Linked DNA regions of Oryctolagus cuniculus: region 1 is linked to region 2. A link is a contact called in public Hi-C data. All regions are on one chromosome and are shown on one strand. The core of a region is the stretch at or near the end of the contact, and the rest is flanking DNA. Distances in the headings are between cores, read along the strand shown. Region 1 overlaps TMEM209 (transmembrane protein 209). Region 2 holds the start of KLHDC10 (kelch domain containing 10).

Evidence for each region. A called contact is a pair of places that touch in the nucleus more often than the background predicts.
Region 1: a contact with region 2 is called in a Hi-C map of psoas muscle, with 7 times the contacts expected there. The contact joins the enhancer-like site here to the promoter of KLHDC10 in region 2. A contact is called at or near these places in 2 of 6 Hi-C or Micro-C datasets (psoas muscle and an unstated tissue).

The regions. Positions count from the first base shown.
Region 1 is chr3:166,322,927-166,325,626 of mOryCun1.1, reverse strand. It overlaps TMEM209 (transmembrane protein 209), which reads left to right. Exons shown (of 16, transcript XR_011387449.1): 10 at 1,459-1,584. Among named protein-coding and RNA genes, the nearest start is that of SSMEM1, 27 kb to the left of the region's middle. Within about 2 kb of position 1,401, at least 2 of the 8 cell types and tissues checked have an H3K27ac peak or open chromatin away from gene starts, as enhancers often do.
Region 2 is chr3:166,217,795-166,220,494 of mOryCun1.1, reverse strand. It overlaps KLHDC10 (kelch domain containing 10), which reads right to left and starts at 1,278. Exons shown (of 10, transcript XM_002712009.5): 1 at 995-1,278. The coding sequence starts at 1,160.

The DNA of each region.
Region 1 (2,700 bases), core at 152-2,651, 110 kb before region 2:
CCACAACGCCAGCCTCTACCTTGGGTATCTTTTAATTAACCTTTATTCTATGGATGAAGAATAGAATGTGGGGATGGATGTTTGATGTAGAGGTTAAGTCACTGGGTAAGATGTCCATGTCTCACATTGGAGTGCCTGGGTTCAATTCCCAGCTCTGGCTCCTGACTCCCAACCTCCTGCTAACGTGAACCCTGGGAAGCAGTGATGATAGCCCTGGTGGTTGGGTTTTTGCCACCCACATGGGAGACCTACGTTGAGTTCCCAGCTTCCGTCTTCAGCCTGGCCTGTCTCAGCCATCATGGAAATTTAGGGAGTGAGCCAGTGGATGGAAGCTCATGCATGATTGCATCTCTCTCTCTCTCTCTCCTGGATGGATGGGTGGGTGGGTGGGTGGATGGGCAGCAGACAGAATAAATACGTGCATCCCTAGAGTACCTATTTATTGAGTATTCAGATGTCTCATATGTAATTAGGGTAAACACATTAACTTTGGAAGCTAGCTGTTAAAGCCCCATTTTATGGATAAAGGTACTGAGACTTAGCGAGGTTAAGTAGTCTGCCCAGTGCAGTGAGTTGATGGCAGAGCTGTGGCTCCGAGGCCACATTGGGCACTTTCTAAGTCTTTGTGATGTTACTTGAACCTGGGCTTAACTTTTTTTTTTCCAGTTCATTTTTCTGGTTCTTTAGATGTGAATATATGCAAGTGTAAATCTAGTCACTCTGTGGTACTGGCGTTGTGCCACGGTGCAGGCCGGCCCAAGTCCCGGCTGCTCTCCTTCCAGCCCATCTCCCTGCTGATGTGCCTATGAAGGCATCAGAAGATGGCCCAACTGCTTGGGCCTCGCCACCCACGTGGATAACCCGGATGGAGTTCCTGGTTCCTGGCTTTGACCCGGCAGAGCCCTGTCCATTGTGGCCATTTGGAGAGTGAGCCAGCGGATGGAAGACCTCTCTGTGTCCCTCCCTTGCTGTCACTTTGCCTTTCAAATAAATCTTAAAAAAAAAATCTGGCTACTGTACCTGAAATGATAAATTGTAGGTAAAACAGATAATGTAAATTAACATAAATTATTATTGTTTTCATTTATTCCTTTAATATCTAGTGAGTACTCTGTGCCAAGTAATGTTCTAGGTATTTTGAAAACAGCAGTGAACAAAACGACCGAAGTGCCTGCCCTGGTTTTTTTCCTAGTAGATGAGACAGTCAAGAAACAAGACAAAGTACCTTGAGAGGGTTAGTGCTAAGGAGAGAGGAAGCCGCGGGAGGGTGGTGTTTTCAGTGTTCGGGGAGCAGGGTTGACATTTGCGGTAGAGTGGCCAGGGAAGGCCGCCTTGACCTGTGAGAAGACCGAAGGCCCAAGAGAACAGCTGTTGGACCAGTGAGGAAGAGCATTGCATGATTTCTTAGAAACCCTCCCGAGGACTGACACGTGTTCTCTGTGTGTCTGTTTTTAACAGAGGCTAGTATTACCAGCTTGAAGCAAGCTGCCCTGGTCAAAGCCCCTCTCATGCCTACTTTGAACACGATTGTGCAGTATCTAGACCTTACACCAAACCAGGAGTACTTATTTGAAAGGATCAAAGGTAACTATTGATTTGAAGAGGAAAATCTGGGAGCCTTTTCATTGTACTGGGATTTATAAATACAGGACAACAAAGAACAAACCTTGTTTTAAAATTAAACTGTGATCTTATATTTTATAAATACATATTTAATTATGGCTTCACTAAAGCTTATACTTGAACAACTTTTAGATTTTACGTGCTAAGAAATGTTAAGATAACAGTTATCCTTGAATAGGTTAATAATAATATTCTGTATAGGAATCCTAAATTTGAGCTAAACAGGCTCGTGTGAGTACTTCACTCTTTTTCTCCTCTTAGAACACCAAAGATGGTACCGCTTTGACATTCTTTATAATTCAGCATGCTTTCATAATCCTTATTCCTTCTAACTTTTAAAATTCTTGTTGCGTATGTGCCTTCCTTCTGCTTGTTGGGTTCTTAATATTCGGGAGGAAATGTGATCTTCATTTGCAAGTGCTATGGTGCTGCCTCCTCCTGACCCTAGGCTTGGATTGGGGTTCAGGAATAAGCATTTTTCATGACTTTGTAAAACCTTTCAAACACACATAACCAGGCAAGATACTGCACGTCACCCAGCCCTGACGTCCCTCACTCCCTGGGCAGCGCCTGCCCTGTCTGTACCCCCACCTGCTTAATCCCTTCTGATTTATTTAAAGCATATCCTGTATACGGATCAGTATCAGTTCATCCATAAATATTTCCCTGTGTATCTCTAAGACATAAGGCATTTCATGAAACTGATAGAACTGTATCTAGTCATATCTAGTAATTTTAGCATTTTCTTTATATTGTGAAAATTCCCAGTGTTCAAATGTCAACTTGTCTCATAAAATTTATAAATATTTTTGTTTGTTTGAATTAGGATTCAAATATCATTTGTTGTGATTGCTTGCAATATTTAAGTTTCTTTTAAACTACAGATTTCCTCACATCATTTTTTTCTTTGCGGTTTATTTGTTGAACAACTTGTTTGTCCTGTAGAGTCCCCAGAGTCTGGATTTCACTCTGCACTTCCCCATGGTGTCGTTTCACTCAACTTGGTATTTTCTCTAAAGTCAAGTTCAGTTTTTTTGGCAAGATTTCCTCGTAGATAGCAGGATATTTGTACAACCA
Region 2 (2,700 bases), core at 29-2,528:
CTTTGTTGTCTTCGGATAAATAACCTCTGACTACTTAAAAAATACAAGGCACAGTACGAAACACAATCCCAGCCCGCCATGGTCTCAAAACTCATCAGCTACACAAAGAGACGGCCGACAGAATCGCCTTCAACGTCATTCACAGAAAAACATGGTGAATGATGAACCCATCAACCCTGACAGTTCTCCTCCTGGTAAAACCAAGCTCACCAATGTTAGGTGCCGTTCTGTGCACTGTGGAACGCCCTGCCTTCCCCTGCTGTCCTGAATCCTCGCTCACCCATGTCCTCTTTGCAACTGTGTGCACACACGTCCAGTCTCGATTTGCTTTTTAAGGCATCCGAACTGCGGGATACAGCACCGCAGACCAAAATGTAAAATAACTGCATTGGGTTGGGCACCTTTCCCCAGTTCTCAACCAGTTGTTTCTATAGTGTAGACACCAGGATTTTTTTTTTTTTTTCCTACTAAGTATGGACTTGATCTTCGTTTTGCCCCCTCGAAATCTGGACGCTACGATCCACTCTGTCTCTGGACATTTCACGATACTGATGATCCCAGCCGACCTCCCTGCGCCCGGGGGTCCCCTCTCCCGCAACCATCAACGCCCCGCACCCCTTTCTTCCTCTCACGCTCGGGGTGGCTTCTGCCACGCCGTTTCCTGGGGGGGCCCCTGCGCTGAGCGCCCTTTCGGGAATAACTTCCCACAGCCGGGCGCCGAAGGGGACAGCGGCCGGGAGCCGGGGAAGCCGGGCGCCTGGGGACGTCAGCCGGACGGCGGCCTCTTCTCCCCCTGAAAACACAACTCCCGGCTCAGCGCCTTCCACGGGACACGGACACCGCGTCCCGGGTGGGCTGACCTCACCCTCGCGCCCTCGGCTACGCGCGGGGCCTGCCTTTCCTTCTCCCCCGGGAAAGACAGGCAGGAAAAAACAAGGCAGCATCCCCTCCCCCGCGCGCCCCAGGCTGGCACGACCCGGCCCCCACGACTCACCTGGCAGGTGCGGCCGCCCGGAGAGTTGCACGAAGCGGTTGAGCTGGCCAGTCCCCCGACCCCCGCTGCCCCCGCTGCCCCCGCCGACCCCGCTACCTCCGCCGCCACCGCCGGCCGCGCCTCCTCCCCTCCGGCGGTTCCTGTCCCAGCCCTGGGCGGCCGACATGACCCGCTAATGACGGCCGCAGCCCGGTCCCGGCAGACCCTGACCCGGCGGCACCAGCGGAGCCTCCTTCCTGGGCTCCTCTAGAGACCCGGGAGACAGGAGAAGGGGGGAGAGCCCGGTCTCACCGGCGACCAATGACTGAAGAGCTTGCTGACAGAAAGCCAATGGTCAGTCGTCTTCTTGGTAGGTGGAGGGAGGCGGGGAGAGACGTGGTAACCATAGCTATGGCTAAAAAAAAAAGTGGGGGGGAGAGACAGGCAGAAGCAGCTACTCGCTGCTCGCATCGACCGCGCTGAGCGCGCCCGCGTTCCCGCGAGTTCAGGCAGGCCAGTCGAAGGCCGAGTGAGTGAGGCCACGCCTGCGGCAAAGCGAGCGGCCAGGCGCCAGGTTTGTCCTAAACGTTGCGGTCAGCAGCAGGGTCTGCACGTCGTACATATGTGAGGGACCACACAGTCTAACGTCGGTTTTGCACACTGAGATCGGGTTTCCGGACGGTTGTCACACGACGGGGCTCGCCCGCGGCGTTGGGGGGCGGAGCCGAAGCTGTGGGGTGAGAAGCGCGAATTCCTGGGTTTTATGGGTTTTTGTTTTGTGTTTCGGTCGAGGTCCCAGGGTGAGCCGTCTAGGGGCCAGCAGGCAGTTTGAAGGCTGGTTAACACAGACATGGGATAAATGCCATCTTAAAAACACAAAAGAAACCCCCAGTGAGAAACCGTCTCTGGCTCCTTTCGCGCAGGGAGCAGGGTGCCTAGGTCGGTCACAGGTAACTGATGGCTGGGTGACTGGGCTTGTGCACTCACGGCCCTGACCGGCTTACAATCGCAGCATCCGGGGACGCGTAAAATAAATCACAGGACAGGCACGCAAGACCAAGGTCAAAGACAAGGTGGACGTGCAGAGGAGGAATTCCTACCGCTCAGAAATTAAACAGCAAATTTGGCTTTGAGCTTCACGGGGGAGGGAGTTCTACAGAGTGGGAAGAGAGAGGGAGATCTTCCCTGCGCTGGTTCACTCCACCAAATGGTCTCAGCAACCAGTGTCTGGGCCAGGGAGAAGCCGGGAACCTGGAACCTGGAACTCCCACGTGACTGGCAGGTGCCCAAGTATTTGGGCCATCTTCCACTGCTTTCCCAGGTCCATTCGCAAGGAGCTGAATCACAAGTAGAGCAGCCAGGGGCTGACGCTTGCAATGCTGGCATCCCATATGGCTGCTGGTTTGAGTCCTGGCTCCTCCACTTCTGATCTAGCTCTCTGCTATGGCCTGGGAAGGCAATGGAAAATGGCCCAGGTCTTTGGGCCCCTGCACCCTCCTGGGAGACCCAGAGGAATCTTCTGGCTCCTGGCTTCGGATTGGCTCAGCTCCAGCCGTTTGGCAGCCATTTGAGGATGAAAGACCTCCCTCTCTCTCTGTGTCTCTACCTATCTCTGTGAGTCCATCTTTAAAATAAATACAATAAATCTTTAAAAAGAAGAAGCAGGGCCGACGCCGCGTCTCACTAGGCTAATCCTCCGCCTTGCAGCGCCGGCACACTGGGTTCTA